2 separate regions of the Mus musculus genome follow, and region 1 is linked to region 2. The links are chromatin contacts, called in public Hi-C maps. All regions are on one chromosome and are shown on one strand. Each heading gives the region's core, a stretch centred on a gene start, on an enhancer-like site or on the middle of the called end of the contact. The rest is flanking DNA. Distances are from core to core; before and after follow the strand shown.

What was found. A called contact is a pair of places that touch in the nucleus more often than the background predicts.
Region 1: a contact with region 2 is called in a Hi-C map of bone marrow-derived macrophages, with 13 read pairs. The contact joins two enhancer-like sites. A contact is called at or near these places in 1 of 15 datasets of contacts at CTCF or cohesin (the NIH/3T3 cell line), 1 of 484 Hi-C or Micro-C datasets (bone marrow-derived macrophages) and 1 of 9 other capture datasets (embryonic stem cells).

Annotation. Positions count from the first base shown.
Region 1 is chr6:39,075,251-39,080,655 of GRCm38.p6, reverse strand. The region is part of intron 10 of Tbxas1 (thromboxane A synthase 1, platelet); the gene reads right to left. Among named protein-coding and RNA genes, the nearest start is that of 1700025N23Rik, 10 kb to the right of the region's middle. Within about 2 kb of position 3,940, at least 4 of the 459 cell types and tissues checked have an H3K27ac peak or open chromatin away from gene starts, as enhancers often do. A contact at or near this core is called in bone marrow-derived macrophages, where this site is marked.
Region 2 is chr6:38,608,463-38,614,014 of GRCm38.p6, reverse strand. It overlaps Luc7l2 (LUC7-like 2 (S. cerevisiae)), which reads right to left. Exons shown (of 10, transcript NM_138680.3): 10 at 4,545-5,552. Among named protein-coding and RNA genes, the nearest start is that of Klrg2, 26 kb to the left of the region's middle. Within about 2 kb of position 3,639, at least 3 of the 459 cell types and tissues checked have an H3K27ac peak or open chromatin away from gene starts, as enhancers often do. A contact at or near this core is called in bone marrow-derived macrophages, where this site is marked.

The DNA.
Region 1 (5,405 bases), core at 2,691-5,190, 470 kb before region 2:
CTCCCTTTTGCTTTATCGCCTTTCATTTGGTAGTGTAGCCCTGTTGTCTGGCTTCTATTCTCTGCCCACAACTCTGTGGTTGGTTCTCATGATAAGATCATTAAAATAATGGGTGGCCCACCTTGTGGACATGCAACCTATATCTTCACTTAGCCCTATGTGCCGTCGACTAATGGCGGATCAGCCGTGAGTGGCTAATCTCGGTTGTCAACTTGACATCTGGAATTAACAAAAACCAAAGCAGCAGGGCCATACTTGTGAGGGACTTGGTCTGATGAGATGGGAGACTCATCCCAAATCTGGGCCACACCTTCTGGTCACAGCCAACATAAAAGGACATGGAAGAAGGAAGCTTTGCTTTTTGCCTGCTTGTCCTCATTCTCACTGGCAAGCCCATCTACCCTGCTAATGAACCATCCCTTCACTGGTATCAGAGCCTGCTTCTTCAGGATTCCTATGCAGACTAAAAACCTGAAGCTTTCTAGGACTTCCCTAGGACTCCAGCACCAGATTGGTACGACTGAAACATCCAGTCTCATGGACGGAACATCTTCCAGATTCTAGGCCTTTCTCTAAGGAGACAGCCATCATTAGACTAAGACCACAGCTGTAGGCTACTTTAGTAAACATCACACACACATATTTTTGTTCTATCAGTTCTGTTCCTTCAGAGAATCCTGACTAATAGAACTACATCTCATGGACTAAGGCTGTGACTAAGAGAGCAGATCAGAAGCCAGGAATCTGGGGGCCTTTTGGGATGCTCAGGGAACAAGCTTGGGACAGGGACCTTTGATTAAGACCACGAGCAGTGATGGAGTAGAAGCTGCTTTGACAGCATGGGATGTTTGCCCGCTCAGGCTGCAAGGAGTGTGGAGCCGCCCACTGTGTGGGACAAGAGCTGGCTCTTCTGAGCCACCTTTACTGGCTCTCCTCCCTGGCCTGTCTATGATGACGGTTCTTGGTTCCTGGGGTTCTGTGTCTTGTCTTACCACAGCTTCTCACAACAACCATCACTTGTGAGTGCATGAACTCCGTTCCTTAAAATTGCAAACCCAATATAGTTCTCTGGAGTTTTGCCTTATTGCCATGGGCCAGGCATCTAACCTAACAGCTGGCTGGCTCTACAGTTCTATAGCCTTAGTGTTATGGCTTATATATGCTCAGTCCAGGGAGTGACACTATTGGAAGCAGTGACCCTGTTGGAGTAAGTGTGGCTTTGTTGTGAGTAGGTGTGTCACTGTGGATGTGGACTTTAAGACCCTCATCCTAGCTGCCTGGAAGTCAGTATTCTGCTAGCAGCCTTCAGATGAAGATGTAGATCTCTCAACTCCTTCTGCACCATGCCTGCCTAGATGCTGCCATGTTCCCGCCTTGATGATACTGGACTAAACCTCTGAACCTGCAAGCCAGCTCCAATTAAATGTTGTCCTTATAAGATTTGCCTTAGTCATGGTGTCTGTTCACAGCAGTAAAACCCGAACTAAGATACTTAGGATTCCACCCTTGGACCCGAGCATGGAAACACCCCCACCCCCACCCCCACCCCGGGTCAAATACAACTCCTTGTCTCTTCCTTCGAGTTCTTGCCAAAGGTAGGACTGCATCCTGCCACATAGCACTCAGAAGTTAAACTACTGCTTGCTTTCAGTAACAGACAAAACTGATTGATCTGTCCAAGCTTGAGACAGAGCAGACACATTTCAGCTATTGAATCCTTTCAAGCCCTGTGCGTACCTGGAGTCGCTGCATCCCAGCCTCTTCTCCAGTCACACCACCACGGGAGCCTAGACTTCAAATCCTGTGATGTCCGTACCTGACCTCCCCAACCTGAGCTGCTCTCACTATACTGTTCTGCTTTGGGACTAGAAATAAGTTTCTGGAAGCGGAACTAGAAGTAGAGAGCTGCAGATGCTCTTTGCTTACTTTAGGGTGCAAACGTAACCTTTAGCTTTTTAATCTCCAGGGCAGCCCCTTTTGAGTTCTGCTTAGAGTTTATAGATAATGTTAAAGGATGGGATCAAGCCTTGTTTTGGACAGAGGTGGAGTTACAGGTACTGTCTTCTCTTCAGCAGCACCTCTTCTACCTTCTCTCTCTCCAACTGCAGCTGGGGCTGTGGTACCCTATGGGATTCTTTCAGACTTCACCTTCCTGTCTCAGTAATTGAAAACCCTTCCTCACCCTCCTCACTTCACACATTGCTCATTTGCAGGTAAAGTGAGGCTGGTGGCCCTCTGCGTGCCTTGCACTGGGGGGCAGAGGTACTTTTCAAGGGCAGGTATCTGAGGGGGTGCAGGGGATTCTTGACTTTCTCATGCTGTCATTCAGAGTCAAGCCTCTCTCAGTTACCCTCAGTTTCCCCTCATCTTTCTCCCTCGCATCTGGTGGTTCATCTCTGCTGTCTGGCTTCTGTCTCCTCCCTCCCCCAGATGGTCCTCATCATGATCCTCAAAGGTTTTGGGCATCCAACCCCATGGACATTGGCAGCTTTTTTTTTTTTTTTTTTTTTTTTTTTTTTTTTTGTCCCTCCTGGGCCACTGATCATTGATGAAGCCGTGATTAAGAAAATGAAATAGGTCCTGAAGAGATGGCTCAGTGGTTAAGAGTACTGACTGCTCTTCCAGACATCCTGAGTTCAATTCCTAGCAACTACATGATGGCTCATGACCATCTGTAATTGGATCCGATGCCCTCTTTTGGTGTGTCTGAAGACAGCAACAGTGCACATACATAAAATAAATAAATCTTTAAAAAAAAACCCCTCAGATTCTCAAACCAACCAACCAAAACCAGGGGACTGGGGAGGTGTGGGGGGGGGGGACCAGGAGATGAGAAATTAGGAAAGCCACCCTGGGTCAAAGGTTGGTCTCAGAGACACCTTCCCTGTATAGAAAAGACCTGGTTCCCTTACATGGCCAAGATATCAGGAGATGTGTACTACTCCTGTCTGCCTGTTCCCAGCTCCTATACCTTCTCACCTCTGTACTTCCCTAGTAGAGGGCCTGGAGTTAGTGGAAAACTGTCTGTACTCTAAATACTTAAAATAGTATGTAAGGCTGGCTAGAATAAGGGTGTTTGTCCTACTAGCTATTATGATAACTCTGGAGTATTCTAATGCTAGAACTGGTCTTGGTAAGGTTTGTTGACTTACTACTTTGTTGAGAGTAGACACATATAACATAAACTGTCATTTGAACCATTTTCAAGGGAGCAGTTCTGTAGTATAAGTATACCCAGTGTGGTGGTTTGAATATACTTGGCCCATGGGAAGTGGCACTATTAGGAGGTATGGCCTTGTGGGAGGAAGTGTGCCATTGTGTGTAGGTGGGCTTTGAGGTCTTCTAGTGCTCAAGCTCTGCCCACTCGTAAGATACCCTCCTCCTTGCTGCTTACGGAAGACAGCCTCCTCCTGGCTGCCTTCAGATCAAGATGTAGAGCTCTCAGCTCCTTCCCCAGCACCATGTCTGCCTGCAGGCTGACATGATGATAATGGACTGAACCTCTAAAATTGTAAGCCACCCCCAATTAAATGTCCTTTTAAAAGAGTTGTCTTGGTTATGGTGTCTCTTCACAGCAATAAAACCCTAACTAAGATACTCACTGTTGGTCAACTATTACCCTAGAGCAGTGGTTCTCAACCTTCCTAATGCTGTGACCCTCTAATACAGTCCTCATGTTGTGACCCCCACCATAAAATTATTTTAATTCCTACTTTATAACTCTAATTACTGTTATGAATCATAATATAAATATCTGTGTTTTCTGGTGGTCTTAGGTAACCCCTATGAAAGGGTCATTTAACCCCCAAAGGGGTCATGACCCACAGGTTGAGAACCACTGTGCTGGACTCTAGGCATCTTCCTCATCTGGTAGTAGACACCCAGCCTGTTTGTTTCTTTTGTCTAAGCATGTTTTATTTTGAGGAAGTAGACTATATGTATTTGCATGTGGACATAACATTTCTAGAAGAATACCATATATGGTCTGAACATGAAGTGTCCCCTCTAAGGGTCATGTGTTTAAAGCAATGGTTCCCAGTGCACTGTTCACAGGCAGGTCTTGGGGCAAGTCATTGGATCATGGGGGCTCTGAACTTGTCAGGGAATTGATCCACTGATGGAATTCATAATTTAGTGGCATTGGAAACTAGGCAGTGGGCCAAATCAGAGGATGCAGGTTGGGCCTATCATAGAAGGATCTATCTTGTCCCTACCCTCATTTTTCCCTCTTATTCCTCTCCCTCTTTTCTCTCTCCCTCTCCCTTTCTCTTCCCCTTCTCTTCCCCCCTCTTTCCTCCATCCTCTTTCCCCCTTTTCTACCTTTCCCTCTTATCTTGCCCTCTCCCCTTACCCTCTTGTCTGTTTTTCTCTCCCCCTTTTCTGTTTCTTGGCTTTAATGAAGGAAGCAGCCCTTTCACCCCAATGCCCTTCCACTGGGGAGTTTCTGTCTTGCCACAGGCTTGAGTGCAATGAAGCAAACTAACTTTGGATGAAAAGTCCTGGAACCACCAGCCAGTATAAATCCTTCCTCCTTAAAGCTGTCTATTTCAGGTGTTTGTGCTTGCAATAGAAAACTGGCCAACTCAACGCCTAAACTGCCATGGTCTCTTTCGAGGGATGTCACTGAGCAGGGCTGGAAGTCCATTTTCTTTAACTCCTTCCTATTGTTTAGGGTTTGTTTTGGTTTTTAAGTAGAAGCATATTATTTTGCAGTTACTATAAAATTTAAATAATCCCGTGTTTGGGGCAGTGGCTCAGTTGGTAACTGCATGCCTTGCTAGCACACACACCTGAGGTAGATGCGGGATGTGTGGTAGGTGTGTAATCCCACTGCTGGGGAAACAGAGACAGTGTCACTGGGAATCACCAGCCAGCAGTCTTACCTAACTGATGAAGTTCAGGCCAAAGAGACCTTGTCTCAAAGGTGATGGGTGGCCTTCCTGAGGATGACAGCTGTGATTGTCTGGCCACTTCCACATGTGTGCATGCGCACCTGCACAGTGCATCCCCACACATACACACATATGTTAAAGAGAATCTTCTGCTGCTTATGTCAAGTGATAGGCTTAAACATCCCTAAATTCCTAAGTGGAAATATAATTATCAGACAAAGTACAATGATATTTTTGGTTTTGCTCATGAAAGGAATTACGAGTAACTGTGGGCTCCTCTGTTTAATCTTTCTGTTTTGGATGTCTCAGAAACAGTAAGAAGCCAGGCTAGAGACCTTGTCTAGATTCAAAGCCTCTGACACCATCCAAATGAGGCTTGGAGCTGACTCCAAAAACCCAGAACTTCAAACTCAGCTAGTACATGGAATATGAAATTCCCAACTTCAGTTCCAGAAAACACATGACCATGCCATAGTAACCCCACCTTTCTGCCCTTCCTAAACTCCACTAGGA
Region 2 (5,552 bases), core at 2,390-4,889:
TCAGATATACTGGTTCAGAAGGCTGAAGACAGATGCTCCAATGTTATATAGAGACATTTCTAGCAGACAGTTCAGGCAGCCAACTATGTCATTTGTATAATTTTGAAAGCAGCTTGCCTGTGCTTCCTAGATATTCAGGTAATATTTATTCCTTCTCAAGTCTCTGATGGGGTTGAAGACTGGATAGTCATGGTCTCACAAATAATCATAAGGTTACAAAGAATTTAAGCAAATGTTCTAGGGTCTCAGATGTTTTGAGGATGCAAGTTATGAAGGTTGGAGGAGGTGAACATTTAAGTTGCAGGTGTTTTAAGGCTGGTATTGAAGGTTAGAGGATCTAGAAGTTTGTTTTTTTAATGAAGTCTGGAGGAAATCTTAAACAGGTGTCTTAAAATTGTTAAGTGCAAGTTGAAGTTAAAGAATTTAATTGCTTAAGGTATTAATGAGGAAAGTACTGAACTGTGAACTCACCAAGACAGGACAAATAGAATACTTTCTCATAAAGCTGCCAAATACAAATGGACTGAACACTGTGAATGTAATTACACCAGAGATTTCATAACTGTTTAATAAAAATCTTTACTGTATGCTACAGCCAACTGCTGTAGGGAATAAAGGCAGACGGGTTTTCAGTTACTTGGCTGGGGGTTGCAAGTAGGGACCACAAAGATTGGACCAGCAGCAAGTGAGAGAATGAAATGCCCCCAGAATACCAGACTGCTGGAGCAGAAATAGTCCAGGAGGATTCAAACATCAAGTATTTGGGAGCACAAGTGGAGAAGCAGCCAGCCTAGTGCTAGAGAACTAATTAGGGTAATCCCCCAGCAATTGAGCATAGTTTGAGTCTCATTTGATAGACAGGGATAAGCCTAATTCTTTTATTTTACATTGATCTTCAGAGAACATTATTGTCCTGGGAACTTGGGCACCTTGGATGCGAGAAGGTAAGAATGTAACGTCTGTGTGTTTTTTCACCTTCCGTGTGTGTAATGAAGGCTGAACTTAGGTTGTCAGGCTTACCCTGCAATCACTTTCACTTGCTGGGTCATCTTGTCAGCACTAGGAGCAATTTAAAATAAAAAATTAGAACATTATACACTAGGAATCATATTTACATTTTAAAAGATGTCATTGTTCGCTGAGCAGTGGTGGTGCATGCCTTTAATCCCAGCACTTGGGAGGCAGAGGCAGACGGATTTCTGAGTTTGAGGCCAGCCTGGTCTAAAGAGTGAGTTCCAGAACAGCCAGGGCTACACAAAGAAACCCTGTCTCGAAAAAACAAAAATAAAACAAACAAACAAAAATGTTATTGTTCTCAACTGTGTATGTGTGCCTGTTAGGGAAGTTGTCAGTGAACACCAGTTCCAGATGGTACCACATGACATGGGTTGGGAACCTAACCCCAGTACCCTTCATTGTTGTGGGAAATATTTATATATATATATATAAAAAAAAAAAAGACTGGTTCGTCCCTGCCTTTGTGCCGGCAACTCTCTGCCCTGGTAGCCTGGCCTGCCATGCACTGGCGGGCAATGGCCAACCTGTGTTTATCTCATGGAGCTGACTCAGAACTCCACAATCTCTCTACCCAGCTTGCAAGGTTCCCATTGGCGGGTCTACCACTCCAACCCTGTGCTTCAAATCGCCCATGGCCTTTGTGGTACACATTTAGCAAACCAAGGCTTTGTCGTCATACCTTTCTCTCTTGAACCCAGTTGAACCCTTGCATGAAGGAAACCGCCACATAGACTTAGTTCAGAAACAATGGAAACTCAATCTCTGGACACAACTAAAACCTTGTCTTGTAAGCCCTATTAAATCTGATTCTTTCGGTGGCAAATCCTGACAGACTTGCTGGGAAACTCTAGCAGCTACATCTTGTCCTTATGCTATCCCCATTCCAAAAGGACCTAACTCTCTCCTCCTTCCTCCATCCAACCCGGAAGTCCCTCGTACTCACCCAGTGATTGGTTCCTTTATTCACTAGATTGGTTCACAAGAACAGCACCAGGCCCGTCCACACTTCATGAGCCGTGTTCTTAACCCAAGTCCTCCCTCCAGCCCCCATATTCACAATTTTAAGGTACCAATATTTATTTTTATAGAAATAGAAAATTTTTAAAAAGGCCAAGGAGTAGGCAGCACATAAACATTGCCATTCAATGTACGGAAAATGTCTAACACCCTAAAAGGCTTACTGCTCAGCAGCAAGCCCTAATAAGGCTAACAGGTTATTTTTGCCTGTTTAATTCACATGAAGAGAACTGTACAGTGTCCTCTTTTGGGTCTAGCTCCTTCAGTTGAGTATATGAAGTTACTCATTGCTATATACATTAGCAATTATTTCCATTGTGTGGATGCACCGCAGTCTGATTTCTGGTTGATAGATCTTTCTAATATTTGTGGTTTGGGGTTACTATAAACACAACTGCTTTAAGCATTCAAATACAAATCTGTGGAGTCTCCTGGTTTTTTTTCCCCCTTGGGCAGCAAGACGACTGAACTGTGTTATGGACATGCCTAATTTATAAGCAGCAGCTGTGCCATTTTCAGTCCTTTTGGGGGTTCCAGTTGTTCACCACCTACACTAGCACTTGATATTGCTATACTGCCCCTCTGTGGGCCATTTCAGTAGGTATGCAGTGGTGTCTCAATGCTGATGGTCTCAGGTACTTTTTGTGTATGTGTCCATTGGTGTTATCTATTAGTGTGATTCTGATAAGGTTCAAATATAAAATCTTAAGAAATAGCCGGGCAGTGGTGGCGCACGCCTTTAATCCCAGCATTCATGAGGCAGAGGCAGAGATAGGTGGATTTCTGAGTTCGAGGCCAGCCTGGTCTACAAAGTAAGTTCCAGGACAGCAGGGCTACACAGACAAACCCTGTCTTGTCTTGAAAAACCAAAAAAAAAAAAAAAAAAAAAAGAAAAAATTGAAAATATACATAAAGCTCTTCTAATATTTAACATATTACACACTATTTTTATATGTATGTGGATATTTAACTGCATCATTTGAAATAAGTACCAAATATCATCTCTCACATAAATACTAAAAATAAGGTTTTTTTTAATGTAGTGCAAGTTTATCATTATATAAGTTAACAAGTTTTTTCCAGTCTATATAATCTCTCAGTTTCTCTATTTTTTCTTACTTTTTTCCTCCAAAGGGCAGGGTTTTTCTATTGTAGCCCAAGTTGGCCTCAGAATCATGGAAATTCTCCTGACTTTCATGTGTCTAGATAACAGGCATGAAACACCATGGCCAGCTAGTCAAAAATCTCTTTTAGATCTAATTAGACTACAAACACAGTTATTGGTTAACCTAAATCTTTGACTTTTTGAAGAAAAATTAGCCAGTTGTTTTGTAAAGTAACATACATTTAGAACTTACCTTATTTTCTATAAACTGGAATTTGGACTTCGATTCACTATAGGCCTATTTTTGAAATGGGTCCTTTATGTGATTTCAAAAACCACACTTTTACAAGTGTGCTTTGTATAAGGCTTACAAGCTGCTGAGGCTGGTGTTGAACTCCAAATCCACTCTTAGCTTCCGAACTACCCTCAATTGTGGGACCAGAGCACTCACCATGCCTTGCTCAGCAGCAAAAACTTTTGACAATATAATTTTCATAATGCTAGGAACTGAAACTGAGACATCAAACAGGAAATGGAAGTGCTTCAATCCAGCCCTCAAGTCATTTATACTGCACTTTCTTTGGGGGAAAATTCAGGAACCTAAAACACATATAACTCACACCCCAATTTTGCTAATTGATTTTTTTTCATGTTTTTCTCAGTTCAAAAGAAAAAGTTAAAGTAAAAAAGACTGTAACAATGGTGCTTTGGAAATAGGGCAACACCACGTACAGTTATCCTTCATAGATGTTGGCTTTGTCCCAGGCATTCCTGACAGTCTTTTATAAATGTGTTCACTTGGTAAACTGGAAACAGGAGTGCCCCTACCTGACCTTAAACTTGCCAAGCACATGCCTCAGCCTCACAAATGCATCAGCACTGAGATAATGGGCATAATTTATCATGCTTTTGTTCCTTTCTGCTGTTAAAAAAAAAGTTTAAACTACACCCGCTGGTCTGTGCCTATGTTCCCAATATTTAGAAGGCTGAGACAAAAAGTTTGCAATTCAAGGCAAGCCAAGGATACATGAACAAGATCTCATCTCTAAAACTCAAGAATAATCACACAAATGGCCATTATTTTTCTGCTCTTTCACATTCACAAACGGTCAAATACCTGTCATTAAATTTTGGGAACTGCCCTCCACCACCAACCACCCCGAAATAGTATTTTAACTGGGTTTCATTGTACACATCTATAATCTTGAGCAGTGAGGCAAAGGCTCAATCAAAGGTCAGGAGTTCAAAGTCATACCCTGTTAACACAGTGAATTCTAGGTCAGCTTGCACTACATGAGATCTTACCCTTCAAAAAGTGATCTTAATATATACTAACTTTACTAGTTAATATATTATTTCCCCTATATTCTAGAAGAACAAAAGGTGTTTGTTAACTACTAGGTAGTCAGTAGGTAATTAGATCTTTAATGCAGAAACTGCTGTTTCAGTATGTTGGTTACATATGGTTTTTATTCAGGCTTGTCAATTAAGAAATACAAACCAAGCAACTCTTAGTTGCTTCTACAGGTTCACTCTTTCCTTACAGAAGCTGCTCACTACAGCTCTGAAGTATAGTATAGGCAGCAAGAGATTTGGGTGGAGCAACAATTCATCTGAAATCCAGAGTTAAATATTTACTTCCTTTGGTGCCTTATACAGAAAGGCACTGTTAAGATGTTACAAAATAGAAAATAACCACAGCAAATAGTTCTAGTGGCAACTTACTATCAACAAGTTACAGTGGTGGTGATGATTCTTTTCATTTTTTTTACAATTATAGTCTTTAAACTCTACACACACACACACACACACACACACACACACACACACACACAAGTGCTATTATGAAATAGTCCCTGCCCCCCCACCCCCCTCAATATACTGAACATAGCAGTTTCTTAGAACAAAAAAAAAAAAAAAAAATCAAGGCAAGTCTGATTTCAAATTTTCAATATAAAAGCAAAAGTATGTAATGCAACAGCTGTTCAACTTCCAACTCTATAGGCCCCTAACAAAACAGCCCCGTGTTTAAATGTCTCCAGCACACAATCCAGTAGAAATGCTCAACTGTAATCAACTAATAACCAACGTGAACAGAACCTTAGAAAAGAAGTTACAATACTTCCCTTCACCCTCTCCTCTTATAGTTGGAGGAACAGGTATCAGGAGATATAAAAGTCAAAGGAAGAAGAATTATAATGGAAAAAAAAAATCCTAAAGCTGCTGCTGTTTGGAATAGAAAAGAAGACAATATTTTACAAATGTTCAAAAACTGCAAGACATTAACACAATTCATTCACTATCACTCCTAACTTGAAAGAATAGAGAACAGTATCTCATCATATAAACTGTTATGTTCAGGTTCACAAAAAACTATGGATGTAGTTTTAGGCTTTATGAAGGAAAACAGGTT